2 separate regions of the Mus musculus genome follow, and region 1 is linked to region 2. The links are chromatin contacts, called in public HiChIP or PLAC-seq maps. All regions are on one chromosome and are shown on one strand. The core of a region is the stretch at or near the end of the contact, and the rest is flanking DNA. Distances in the headings are between cores, read along the strand shown.

What was found. HiChIP or PLAC-seq counts read pairs in DNA pulled down with a chosen protein or histone mark.
Region 1: an H3K27ac HiChIP or PLAC-seq map of trophoblast stem cells shows a contact between it and region 2, with 5 times the contacts expected there. The contact joins two enhancer-like sites. A contact is called at or near these places in 2 of 484 Hi-C or Micro-C datasets (olfactory sensory neurons and uterus) and 1 of 115 datasets of contacts at active chromatin or transcription factors (trophoblast stem cells).

Annotation. Positions count from the first base shown.
Region 1 is chr13:43,027,138-43,034,801 of GRCm38.p6, forward strand. The region is part of intron 4 of Phactr1 (phosphatase and actin regulator 1); the gene reads left to right. Among named protein-coding and RNA genes, the nearest start is that of Gm52053, 18 kb to the left of the region's middle. Within about 2 kb of position 5,469, at least 57 of the 459 cell types and tissues checked have an H3K27ac peak or open chromatin away from gene starts, as enhancers often do. A contact at or near this core is called in trophoblast stem cells, where this site is marked.
Region 2 is chr13:42,834,125-42,841,129 of GRCm38.p6, forward strand. All of the region lies in intron 3 of Phactr1 (phosphatase and actin regulator 1), which reads left to right. Among named protein-coding and RNA genes, the nearest start is that of Phactr1, 160 kb to the left of the region's middle. Within about 2 kb of position 1,862, at least 17 of the 459 cell types and tissues checked have an H3K27ac peak or open chromatin away from gene starts, as enhancers often do. A contact at or near this core is called in trophoblast stem cells, where this site is marked.

The DNA of each region.
Region 1 (7,664 bases), core at 4,219-6,718, 200 kb after region 2:
TCAACAATCTGAGATTAGTTATCCCATAAATAATAATTATTTATTATTATCCACCTAAGATATGCAAGCACCTCACCATTTTCATGATGGTGTGAAATCTGGGAGTCCCAGCAACAACCTCCGCTCACACTGAGGTACAGCGATCTAATAATTTGCATCACTATTTACCTGCAACACATATTGGAAAATAATTAATAAACTACCATTTATAATAGCATAAATACATGAAGGGATGCACCATATTCTTGGGCTAGAAGGCTCAATATCACTGTAAAAATATCAACCCTCCCGGGATGGGGTAGGGGAATCCACAAGCTCAGCCTAACTTGTGTGCAGAAATTCAAGAGATGAAGAATAGCAAAGGCTAGCAATTGAAGGACTGGGTTGAATGGCAGGGAGAACCATGAGGCTGCGGTGGGGTTAAAACCGTAGGGACCTGTACAGGGTGGAAGAAAGTGGTGGGCCTATGTCCACATATAGAGCCACCCAAGGGGAGTTAGACTTACTTCTGCAACACAACAAAGGATGAAAGGTTGATTCTCTGTTGATTAAGTTTTTCAAAACAGTCTCTCGCCTTCTCTCTAAGGGAGCATTCCCACCATGCTGTGGCATTGAAAGTCAGTGTAGCTCAGAATCAACAGCACAATGAGGAGTTCTCACCACCCACAGGGCCACTGGGAAATGCCAGAGCAGGTGTTTGCCTTCCTAAATATGGGCAGCTTGTGTGTGTGTGTGTGTGTGTGTGTGTGTGTGTGTGTGTGTGTGTGTGTGTGTGCATGTGTGTGTGCATGTATGTGTGTGTGTGTGTGTGTTTGTAGAGAGAAGAGGGGGATGTATTTCCTCTGGATAGTTAGACTTTTTACTAAAATAAACTGCAAGTTAAGCACCTTCAACCTGAAAGCCCAAAATCAGAAACATTGCCAAATTCTAAACTTTGATGCGCCAACGTTCTACAGCAAGTAAAAAATTCCATACCTGACCGCAAAGGATAAGTTACAGTCAGAATAGAGGTACACTAAAAATACAGCTTGAAATTACCTTCGATCACAGCAGGTAAAATAAATCACTTACGGATTATGGATTAACTAGACACTCTTCATTGGCTGAGCCCTGCTTGGTACTTGATTTTGTAAATAAAATTATTGAAACAGAAAAAAAAAAAAAAGAAATTACCTTCGAGCTGTGTATGCACACTGGAAATGAGACAATGGAATTGTATAGTAGAACTGAGCCCCAGCCCCAATAGCTCACTGTGTGTATGTATTTTAAACTCCATCCCCAAAGTCTTGAGCACTTATGGGCTGCAGCATTTTGGATGAGGTGTCCTCAACCCACCTTCATAGTTTCAGATTGGTCGCCAATATGTGCTAATCATGTTGGTCTTCAAGTGTGAAGTGCCACTCAGAAGCAATCGCCTGCTGTTAGGAAGTGGCCATCGTTCTCAAGGGACTGCCTGTGTCACCTCGTCTTTATGGCGGGTCTCTAACCCATAGTGTGGCCACACATGATGTATTAAAGTTTAATGAGATCCTAAGGGTGGGCTCCAGTCTAGGTTTGGTTTCCTTATGATCTGAGAGGCATCTGGATTCCACACAGCTGAGAAAATAACTTTCTGTTGTTGAAGCTAAGCAGTGTATTTCATTATGACATTCCAAGTAGACAAGTACACTACACCACTGCCTTCTGTTTTAAGACAGAAGAATAAATGATCTTGCTAGGTTAGAGACTGTCAATACAAGCGTGCTCACTTGCAGAAAGCCTTGACAAACTATGGCGTCTTCCCACCCTGTAAAGGCTTAGGGCAGGAAGGACTCCTTGCATATTTGTTGTACACTGGGCTCACACAACCTGAGTTCAAGTCCAACTTTATACCTCGGACAGACTACCGAACACCACTCTCGTCTCTCAGGTGGAAATGGTGATACCGACCTCTTGGAATTATTGTGAAAATAACATAAAGATGGAAGCCCAGAGCCCTTAGCTCCTAACACATTGTATTAGTGTGGTCATTGTGGAGCAAAGTCTAGAAAGTCATAGAAACATTTCTCTTTAGGCAAAATATCTGTCCGAATAGAAGTATAGCATAGCTATGTATAGTTGTGATGCTGAAACTAGAAACTGTGATTCATAATTACTAGCCTCCTTTAGTTCTGGCAGTAGATAAGAATGGATCCCACCTGGTCATCTTGAAGGTGTAGCTCAGCAGTAGGGCCCATGCTGAGTATGCACAAAGCCCTTGATCCCATCCCCAGCATCAAAAAAGAGACAAAAGCAAGCAAACAGATGCCGCTATCCTTCTCTCTCTTTAAAGAGTCAGAGAAATAAAAAATTGAAAAGCACCCTTCCCGTGCTAACCTTGTATTCCAGACCACACTGCAGCAGAGGGGATCAGAACCAGAGACTCTGAAAAGGTAAAGAGCAAAGCTGGCAAGCTTGTTTCTGTGAACTTGGCTCTGTGAGTGTGATCACAGTATGTGTATATGCACCAGAATGTCAAAAAATAAAAGAGAAACATCGTGTTATACGGTGCTCCTGTACTAGGCAGCCAGTGTGGAAGAAAGAGGAAGAGGAGGAGGAGGAGGAGAATTGATGGTGACGATGATGATAATGATTGATTGGTTGATTGTGATAATGATTGATGATGATGATGGATTGATGGATTGATTGATGGATGGATGGATGGATGGATGGATGGATGGATGGATGGTGGTGATGATGATGGTGATAATAATGATGGTGATGATGATGCATCTGACTAATCTTAGAATCTGATGAGGAGCTAGCTCCCTGTGCTAATTAGCTTAAAGACAGACAGCAGGAAAAGCAAACTGTGGTGTGACCATCCCTCAGGCCCTCACCAGATCATTCCTTGTGGAGCTATCTCCTCTCAGTTGATTTTTTTCAATGTGGAGGCCAGAGGAGACATGAAGTACTCTACTCTCCACCTTATTCCCTGTGCCTGAGTGCCTCACTGACCTGATTAAGTGACTTCCAGAAAGCCTCAGCAACCCTCCTGGCTCCGCTCACCACAGCTCTGAGGTCACAAGTGCTCATCATGGATGCTGGCAATTTGAGCCCAAGTCTTCATACCTGCTCAGCAAGCGCTAGGCCACCTCCCCAGTCCCCTTCTGCAGCATTTAAATGTAAATGACACACCTCTCATTGTGCATCTCTAAAAAAGTAAGAAATGTGTCCTATGTCTATAAGGGCCATTTTCTTATGTAGCAAAGCTAAGAATAACTCCCGATGTGCTCCAGTATCCTCCTAGAACTGCATTTGCCTAGTTAGCTCCCAAATGCTTTTCCAGCTGGTTCATTCCTCCTGTGGATATACTTAAAATCTGTGAATAACATATTCTCAACCACATAGCTTACAACTTTGCTGTGCCTGGTGGCATTCTTTCTACACTCCACCCAGCAGTTACCTAGCAACAGCCAGGTAAGCCTGGCTTGCTAAAAAAGGGACTGTTTGACCTCTTGGGCTCTCTCTGACTCTCTGCCCCTTTGCCCCTTTTCTCTCCCTAACCCCTTTCTCCCTCCTTTTCCTTTCCCTCCCTCTCTCTATGTATTCCTGGCCAGCCTCACCTTTCCTCTCTTCCTCCTCCTCCTCTTCTTCCTCCTCCCTCTTCTGTCTCCTCTGTCTTCCTCCTCCTCCTCCTCCTCCTCCTCCTCCTCCTCCTCCTCCTCTTCTTCTTCTTCTTCTTCTTCTTCTTCTTCCTCTCTCTCTCTCTCTCTCTCTCTCTCTCCTTCTCTGCCTCTACTCCCTTCTCAACTCCCTTTCCCATATCCCCAAATAAACTCTATTCTATACTACACCCATGGTATGGCTGGTACCTTGCAGAGGAGAAAGGAGGGGGCAGTGGATGCCTCAGCATAGGCCAACTGAGGAACCTCTTCCCATTTTGTTTTTCAAGACAGGGTTTCTCTGTGTAGCCCTGGCTGTCCTAGAACTCACTCTGTAGACCAGGTTTGTCTTGAACTCAGAAATCCACCTGCCTCTGCCTCCTAAGTGCTGCGATTAAAGACGTGTGCCACCACTGCCCAGCAATACCCTTGGCTTTATAAAACACATCAATGTTCACTCCCTTTCCTTATATGCATGTGTGGGACCTGACTGAGAGGACCTTTTCCTGGAGAAAGAGAAAAACAGACCTGTTAGTGGCATCATTTATCAGTTATGGCCAAACCAGAATTGTTAATGGACCAGTGCACTGTGGTATTGGGTTACTTGAGTTCACTTTCGTGTACTGGAGAAAGTCTCAGTGCTGGATGCATTGGTGAATATCCGGCCTAGACCACTTGGTGCAGCAAAGAGCTCTACTGACTTAGGCTTCCGTTAGAGCCACAGGCATACATGGAGACAGGCGCTTGGTCACTGTCACTGTGAGGATCTGCCAGCTCAGGCATGAAGGAAGACCTTGTCCCACTCCTGTGTAATCATCTCTTAGAACCTTTGAGACATAGTTCTAGGACCCAACGATGCCAAAATCTAGTCTCTTACATCCAATGGAATACTTTCACAGGTCATGTAGGTTTCTTTCTGTGCCCCTGACTCTCCTGCTAGATGACGCACAATACCAACTGCAACAGAAATGCTATGCGTGATGGTGGCCAGGTCAGAAAAGGAGATATGTCTTGAAAAGAAGGGGTGGAGGGCTTGCTGGAAAGAAGAGTTTCAGTAACTAAGGGACTGGAAGAGAGAGAAATGGGAGGCAAATAGAACTGGCATGTATTATGTGCATGAATGAAACTGTCAAAGAATAAGAAAATGGAGAGAGAAAAGGTCTGTACGTGTTTAGTACAGGCACCATCTTGCTCCGATTCTTTTGTCTTTGCGCTTGCAACTGTTGAGTAGTGGATGTTTGAGCTTGCATTCATCTGTTGGGTATCTGTGGGCAACACTGCTCTGCAAAGTACACTTTAGACTGTATAGAAGAAGATGAGTTAAATCTCACCACAAACAACAGAGAAAAAAAAAATCTCTGGCCTTGTGGGCCATGAAGAATTGACCCAAGAAGCTATGATGACAACTACTTCTAAATGATGATGATGATGATGATACAAAGAAGAAGAAATAAGGCAAGTACAGTGGTTGGGTCACCACCTTGGCAGTGAGCTTTGTTCATACATCTCTGGCACCTTCCCACCTAATAACAGCTGCAGGGAAGTTCCCACTAGAGACGGGCCATCCAGGCACAGGTCTAGTTCAGATTTCAAAGAAAGAAATATTGAACCCTAAACAATCAATCCCATGTATGTATTAGAGGACCATCCACAGTACATGAATGTCTCTTCACAAAGGAAGAGAGAGAGGAAGGTTATTCTGCCTGGGTGTGTCTGCAGCCTCCGGTTTAAGGAATCCCTGCTCAAGGCTAGTTTGTCTGGTATTTAGGGCAAGAATCTAAACAGTTCCTCAGTGCATGAGGACAATTCAGGCCTGATGGAAAATCCCTGCAGCTGGCTGAGTCATAGCGCTGTCATGACACCATGTGACTTTTTCCAAAGACACAGGAAGAGAGTAAGAGGACATGTGTCTTAGTCACTGATCTACTGCTAGGAAGAAACACCAGAGAGAAAGCATTTATTTGGAGGCTTGCTTACAGCTTGAGAGGGTTCGTCCATTATCATCAGGGCAGGTAACATGGTGGCACACATCACACTGGAGAAGTGGCTGAGAGCTTTACAACCTGATCTGCAGGCAGCAGGCAAAAAGAGAGCCTGGGCCTACTGTGGGCTTTTGAAACCCCAAAGCCTTCCCACAGTGACACACTTACTCCAACAAGAAGGCCATGCCTTCTAATCCTTCTAATCCTTTCAGACAGTTCCACTCCCTGCTAACTAAGAATTCAAATATATGAGCGCGTGAAGAACATTCTGATTCAAACCACCACAGTGGATTGTTGGATCCCTGAGCCCATGTATGGGGGGGATTCTGCTACAGTTGCTATTATAAAACCATGGCAAGGGCTGTAAGACCACACTGAGAGAGCAGCAACCACAACCCGTACCTTATCATATGACAAGAACGCTTACCCATCATTTCCTATATGGGAATTTTTACATAGATTTAGCTTTCTGTCACTGAGACAGAATGCATGAGAAAATCAACTGAGAATCAGGGAAAGTCCAAGGTTCCTTGGCCCAGTCAGGGCTGTGGCTGAGCGTCCCTTTATCACAGGCAATGTGTCAGAGCCCAAGGCTGTTTTTAATCATGGTGGTTAGAAAACAAACCCAAAGAGGGGGTGTTGACATCCCAATGTCCCCTTCAAAGGTACACGTCCCCAAACACCCACGTCCTTCCCTCCAACTAGGTTCCACCCCCTACACATTCCATCGCATGCCCTTAGCATGATCGGTTGTGCGAGAAGCCAGCTGTCAACACCTGAACCTGTGTTGTCTCATGATCCACCTGTAACAGAAGCATGTCCCACACTAGGCATGTTCATTCTGGAGATCACTTGGCCTGAGTCCACAAGTCAAGGTATCTTTTAACATGCAAAATGAATGATTCGGTCAGGCTTTCTTTGGCTAATCAAGGAATCGAAACTCTCTCTACCTAGCAATACTTGGGCTCTTGGCAAAAAATCTTTGGCTCTTTGTACCTGCCACTCTTGGACACCTGATTTAGTGAGAGATAGGTTATTTGGTGTTTGAACAGAATGCCTTTGGACTTGAATGGCTATTAAATGTGTTCATCATACCATGCTATCTAAAAACCAACCATATACCCATATGCTCACATTTCTCTTTCTTCCTTTCTCTCTTATTTGCCATGCTGGAGATTCAACCCTGGGCTTTGTACTGATTAGCACACCCCTGAGCTGCATTCCAAGCTTTTAAGGCCAGGTGTCACTCTGTAGCCTAAGGTGACCTCAGACTCCTGCCTCTGCCTCCTGAGTGCCGGGATTACACATGTGCTTCATCTCAATGCCTGATTGGTTATTTTGTTTGGGGGTTTTCCTAAGCTGTGGCTATGGCGATATTACCTTTGCCTAGCATCCCTGAGGCTGGACAGGAAGCTGACGTGTGCTCAAGGTACTGAAACCCCTGTTCTGTCACTCACAGATTTCTTGCTTAAATTTTCCTTTACCTGGAGCTGGACGATTCAAAAAGGATCAAAGCTACAGATTTTAATTGTGAGTCGACTCTTTTGGAGAATGGCGGTAGAAGAGTATGCATGACTACTACACGGTTCTTCACTTCTCAGTGGCTTTCTTCCCTTCAGAGTGCAATTTAAAGACAGTTGAACAGGGCCTTCAACAGATAAAGATTGTCCTAGAGGAGAGAAAGAAATCTAAACAGGTCTCTACTCTGATACTCTTAGCAGGATCAAAGAAGTTGTTCCAAAGCATTCCCTGTGTGGTCTCTCAGACTTACCCTGCCCTGTGCGCTAATTAAGAACGACCCCTTCCTACATTTTAAAATAAGTTCCCTTGTTTTAATGTGAGTCCTTACGGCGCTTATTTTTCCCTCCCTATAGAAATAATACTTTCTTGCAGGTTGGTGCCACCCAGCTGACAATATGGGTCTCTGTTTCCTTTTGCTAGACCGGCTCTGTTATGCTCAGTTCTGCTTCCCACCTCCCAGAGACAAAGCCATCCCAGGTAGACAGCTAGACCTCTGGCCTCATATCCTCCCCCCCCCCCGCCCCCCCCCCAGGCTTTG
Region 2 (7,005 bases), core at 612-3,111:
ATGAGCAGGCCAGGCCCTGATCCTCCTGATGGTCATGAAGTCAGGTACATCTCCACTTAGAAAGTGAGAAAATGAAGGTTCAGACCTGAGCCAGCTCAGTTCGACTCTACTACACTATAGCAGTTCCCTAACCAAGGGCTGAGAACCCCTCAAACAACCTGAGCTCAGGGAAGGCAGGAGATTTTTACCTCTGTCTGTGGTACTACGAGCAGCTGGCATCTCAGAGGGAGATAAAGGGGGCTTGCAAGGCAACTGTCTTAGTCAGGGTTTCTATTCCTGCACAAACAACATGACCAAGAAGCAAGTTGGGGAGGAAAGGGTTTATTGGGCTTATACTTCCATGCTGCTGTTCATCACCAAAGGAAGTCAGGACTGGAACTCAAGCAGGTCAGGAAGCAGGAGCTGATGCAAAGGCCATGGAGAGGTGTTTCTTACTGGCTTGCTTCCCCTGGCTTACTCAGCTTGCTTTCTTATAGAACTCAAGACTGCCAGCCCAGGGATGGCACCACCCACAATGCCCCCCCACCCTTGATCACTAAATGAGAAAATGCCCACAACTGGATCTCATGGAGACATTTCCTCAACTGAAACTCCTTTCTCTGTGATAACTCCAGCCTGTGTCAAGTTGACACACAAAACCAGCCAGTACAGCCACATAAAATATCTACTTGGCTTGGAAATTCTGTTTGGATAGAAAGAGGCAAGGGGTGGAAATGAGGGAGGTGTGGTTCGCACAAGTATTCAGTCACAACCTAGTGATCTGTAAGCAAATCCTTAACACTCACTCCCAGTGGAGTCAAGCATCGAATGTGCTCAGGGTCCTAACTGACGCGCAAGCTTCTTGCCTTTGACTGCCTTCTCCCCCATGCTATGCAGACCGAATGCCAGTGTGGGTATTGTAGCTAGCTGTATTTGATGTCCAAGCTCTCGGTGAGCCTGTTCTCACCTTTTATTTCTGTTCGGGTCTCTGCAGACATCATGGTCCAGTGCTTTGTGTTCAGAGCAAAAGCTGTCAAACCAGGATATATATATATATGTCATTGCGTCTTGTTCTAGAAAAGTTGCTCCAAATGAAAAGGTCCTGTCTCTTAAACAGTGTTTCTCTTCGGTTGGGATGCTCTTCAGCTCTCTGTCAATAGAGCAAATACCTGATAACCACTGATAGAGAAGAGGGGCATTGTGGCTCTGCTTGGAAAGTTCAAGCCTATGATCTCTTGGTCCTGTTGCTTTAGGCCATGGGGGTAGTCCATTGTGGGAGGAGCTCATGATGGAGCAAACGAGAGTAAGGAGGGGTCAGGATCCTACTACCCCATTCAAGGCTACATTCCAGTGACCTAAAGACCTCCTCTTAGACCCCACTCCTTAAACGTTCACCCCCTCCCAAAGGTACCACCTGAGGACCTACATCTTCCAGTACACAAGCCTTTGGGCAATCCTACATCTAAGCTGTGATAGCTAGCGAGACAGTCTAGCCTTTCAGTAAACTTGCCCATAAACTTGCCCAGGCCCTGGCAAGGAAACACTATCTTTGAATACAATGCTTGCAATATCAAGCCAATCTGCTAGAGGGCAATATACATTAAATAATAATGTGGAAGTTTGTCTGGGAGATAACACAAGGCTTGTTTGTTTAATTCAAAGGCAAGATCCTGAGTCTGTAAAACAGCCAAACAATTGTTTGTTTGTTTGTCTTAACAGCAAGCCAAAATGTCTACCAGCATCTCAGCTTTAAAAAAAAAAAAGAAAAAAAATCAGCATGCTTTTCAGGAGGCTCAACCCAGACACCTTTATTACTGTCTGTCTGTGTCTCCTTTCCAAAGAGCTTCACAAAATCACCTCATTGTGATTTGAGGCTGTAAACCTTCTCAGTCATCGGCTGTTAAAGTCTTGCCTGAATACACTGTTAATTAACTCCATGAAAGCAGCAGACAGAGGAGGGAAAGGCTCCACAGAAGAGAAAGGGACATTTGATGACCTTGTATTTCCATGGTGGCTTCAGCTGACCACAGCTTGCTTCCAGAGGACCCTGTTTCCAACACTAAGCAGAGGGCTCCGGTTGTTGGCTGATTTTTTTCTGTCTGTCAATACACAGAGTTGCTCAGAGAGAATGCCCTGCTTGGTCTTGCAAAGGTCTACTCCGCTGGGCCTATCTGTAAAAGCAGGATAGGCGCTAGGTAAGGAAGACAATGCCAAGTGCACAGAATGTTACCCATGGGAACCCATCCCAGACACCTCCTTCTACAGGAAGCACGCTACTGTAAGAAATGGCTTGTTTTAGTCTCCTGTATCTAAGAAACTGACAGTTCACACCAGCACAGATACATGATGCAGGAGAGAGGCATCTTACTTGAAAAAGCTTCATCCAAGTTCCCCTATCCCCCAAGAAGCATAGTTTAGCAAAACAGATTAGACATCAAGTTTCCTACCGAGAAGACCCCAATGTATGCAAGTGAACAACAGGTAGAAATTAGACAGCACTGTGTGAGAAGAGGCCCAAGGATGATGGCACAGGGTCCAGAGATGCATCAGCTAGCTGTGTAGTCTGGGAAGCCAGGTTGCCTGGCAAATTGGCTGTCAGCTCTCACTGTGTCCCACGCGCATTTAAAATGTCAAAACTAATGTAAACTTGAGCACTCAAAGTCCCACGACCCCCTTGCTGAAAACCTAAAGCATCATGAAGCAGTTAGGCCCTGAGCTGTTGTGAACTGAGTAGGATTGATCATTGTAAACAGCTTCCACAGGAGACTACATCTCCCCAGAAGAAGCCTGAGTGCAGGAGACAGTTCTTAAGTCATTCAAGGCCCTCAGCTGACTCCAGAGTCCCCAGTGACCTAATCTAAGTGAATTTAGGGCCAGGGGATTGGTTTGTCTAGTATCCCAATAAAACCTGAGCCCCAGAACATCTAAGCCCTTCTTCACCTGTATCCCAGCCCCTCTTGAAGCTAGAGGGGATCTCGGGGCATACACTCCTGAGAGAGTTGCGTGATTTTCACAAGCCGGAGAAACCAGAACTGAGCAGCGGACCTGCGGGGTGTGGCTTGCACTGGAGACAAAGTAGTTATGTACCAAGTATCAGTTAGTGACACGTCACAGTTAAATCTGGAAGGGCACGCAGAGGTGACATGTTTATGCCATGATGCTTTCGAAGGTGTTTCAGAAAACAACCCATTCTTCCTAGTAAATTTGGAAGTCAGGCAACCTGGTTCCCCTGAATGGCTAAGTGGTCTGAGGCATTTTAAGATTCCTCAATGTACTAGTGAGGCTTTCATTACTATGGGGAAAGTCCCCAGGCAGGCTAATTTTATAAAGACAAGGGGTTCTTTTCTTTTAATCAGAATTTTGAAGGCATGGTACTGGCCTTGGCTCAGCACTGGCAAGATTTCTCATGGCTACCTCACATCACTGCAGGAGTGTAGGTGCCTAGATACGCATGTGTGGCCCTTCTTCATGCATCTCTAGCAGGATTCATTTATGGACATTCTGTCCTAGTGTCCTTATTAACCCCACCACCTTCAAAAGGCTCGTCTCTTTTGTAATCTGATAGGGCAGCTGTTGAACATGTCCATTGTTGGTCAAGACATCTTTATGCCACACATGACTTCTCAATGTTATTATCAAGCTACAAAAGGAAAGTATCTGGGAAGATAAAGAGGAAATGGGGGCCAGGGGAAAGGCAGGATGATCACTGGTGCTCGCTGGCAGCCAGGCTAGCTGAAAAAAACACAAGTTCCAGACTCAGTGAATGAACTAGAGAGTTATGGCAACACCGCCGCCAGTCTCTGTCTTCCTCATCACACACGGTCGGGGTTCCTCACCGGTCGGGTTTCCTCACCGGCTTATCGGAGCGAGGGGAGGGGTACTGAAGGACGTGACTGGAAGTTTGAGAAGTTGGATTTCCAGGGCAAGCACGTCCAGACCTCACTGGAAAAGAAAGGGATTCAGCCCACCTGGATACAGGAGCAGCTCCCTGCATTGTTGAGGCTGCCCCGAGGACATTGAGCCTCAGGAACTGACTCTGGAACCAAGGAAGTCCAGGGAAAGTCTGAGATAGGACAGGAGCACAAAGCCTGCGTTTGCACAGGGACAGATGCAGCAATAGGGTTCCCATCTGAGCCAGAGCAGTAAGGGGCCCCGGGTGACTTCACACTGAGGGTGTGTGGCTGGGTCAGGGAGTTTCTGGATGTCCCTACATGTAAAGATGCTGCCACAGCGGAAGACAAGATACATCTACCAAACCAGGAAGTGCAGCTGGCCTCTTCCAGGACTGTCCCTTTAGTGATCTTTACTGGCCTAGTAGAGGAGGACCACTTAGTGTCCTCCTCTCAGAGCAGGCCCTGAGGGGGTAAGTGTGGCACTGATCAGTGTAGCATTCACCAATGATTCCGTTTCCCAAACTGAACATCTGCTCCATTTGCCACGTTTGATTACTGAATCCTTCTAATGGCTTAGATCTGTAGAACGGAATCCACTCTTCTCCCCACCTTCTCCCTCCACACTGTTCTTCAAGCTACTGTTCGATTCTGACAAAATCCTTTTGCTTTAAGACCTACTGTGTCCAACTGGCAATTCACAATATTACCAGGAGAAAGTGATCGGGGGTTGGGGGGGGGGGGAGATTTCGAAGGACCGTCTACAAAAAAAAAAAAACGCTCTCTTTTCTGTTACACTAAAAGAGGCTAAAACAAAACACAAACAAACATAACAAAATCGCCCCTGTGACTTCTCTTTGCCAAGCCCCTCGCCTTGGCCTCAGGGTGTTCTCTCATTTTTCACTTCTCACCAAATTGGGCTAATAGAATATAACACAGTTGAAGAGTGTTGGCCTAGCCTATGCAAGGGCCCAGGTTTACTGCCAGTGCTGGGGGAGGTGGCGGGGGGCAGGAGGGAGACCAAACTCAGTTCTCAGGACTACAGAGATGCCCAGTCAGTGAGGCACCTGCCCTTTAAGTACAAGGACCCAAGCTTCATGCCCAACAATAGAGCAGGTGTGGCCATTCATGCTTGTAATTCCAGCACAGGGCAGAGTTGAGGAAATAGGAGGCTCCCTGGGGCTTGCTGGTCATCAGCCTTAGCCTTCTTGGTGAGTTCTAGGCTAATAAAAGTGTCTCAAAAATCAAGTGACTAGCACATGAGGAGTTAAGTGTGAAGTCGCCCTCTGGCCTCTATGCACACATGTGTACACACACACATACATGATGCCCACCCATGCACACACAATTATTTCTCACTTGACTGAATCTCATATTTGAAGCCCTGGATTCCTCCAGCTCTTGTGTGACACCTCCCTCTCTTGCTTTTTTCTTTCTAGAACCTCCTACTGATCCCTAAGTTCTATCTTACTTGTCAACTTTCCCTGAAACCTCTCCAGACACCCAGTTCTTTCTCTCTGCTCTTAGTTCTCAATACTGAAGATTTTAAATTCTTGTTTCCATGGAGCATCTTGTCGTGTGTTTCTACAGCAGAGGAAGAGACTGCTTTTTTCTGCAACTATTTATGCCCACACGTGGTACAGTGCCTGGTACAGAGAATCTACTCATATTCAATGCATTTGTGGAATGATGTATGACTGAATGGTGGCAAGAGTACCTAAGCTGGGTGACAAATTTATTGTCATATTTCTACAGTTGGGAGAGCATTATCATATAATGCATCAGGATACCTATTTTGTAGGGAAAAAAAACAACAACAAAATGAAAACATTGTACCTTCCTCTCTGTGTACCCTTAATATTAAGTACAATGTTGACAGTCAATTTTCAATCACTGCTCAAATGATTAATAACTAATAGATCCCAGGAGCATTAGATCCTCCTGAACCTGGGCTCCTCTGCTGAATAACTTATCAAAGTGATGAACGATTAATGTTGTGGTTGTTTTTCCTCTCAATATATTGATATCCAGGTACCCTCACCTCAAATTTCACCCAGATTAGCTCAGTGATTCAAAAAAAGATGTCTGGTTGAAGAGTACTGTTAGTTACCTTTTAATAAGCTGGTTAGAAAATGCATAGCAGGTAGGACCAACGAATATACTTGAAATGGCAATTCAATATAAGTGGTTAATTAATAATATAGCTAATATAAGTAGCTGTACCAGGCTTCAAGTTCAGTGCTGTCTGTGGATTATCTCACTTGAACTCACATTGACTTAACCCCTTTCTCATGATTGGGAAATAGTAATAGTAGTGTTATAACATATAGTATAATAGAACATATAAATTTAGAAATGATGGTGTATTCTCTCCAAGTCAACCTCTTATTAGTGAGGATGCTGATAATAGTATGTATATGTATATATGTATATATATATATATATATATATATATATATATATACACTCTCTCTTTCTCTCTCTCTCTCTCTCTCTCTCTCTCTCGTCCTGGACTCATCACTTTTATCAGTTTAGGACAGGCCCCAACACAGAGCCCCCCCCCCCCCCCAGGCTCTATTTCTGCCTGATTTCCATAGAGGGCTGGCTGGTGGCCATCTGCAAATCTTCTTGATGCTTTTCTCCTTATCCAAGAACTACTGGACAACTCTATAAAAATATGGGGCTGACATTTTAAAATTCCCCATGATTCCTCCCATCAGCCATAGCCGTTGGAATCCCACATACCCATAAGACCCATTGCAAATAAAATAAGTTGTACATGTAATTGCATCGCTACTTACTGGAAGGGGTTGAGCTTAAATTTAGACAGTGAATTTACAATTGTGATTGATGGTATGCCATTTGTGATTGTGTATGAAATTAGTCATGTTTTGTGACAACTTCATAACTGTCATTATTTTATTTGCATATAGAAGTTGTCCAGTTGCATTTTTAAAAGTCATTAATTTAACATGATATCATTCCAAGAATAAAATACATTGTGTATCATATGAAATTTAGCTGTCTTCCCCCCTTCCGTAAAATGACTGGCAAGCACCTAAAATGATGAGGATATATTATTAAATCTAAAGACATAAACAAAAGACATATAACCCTAGACAGAGCCCTGGAAGTA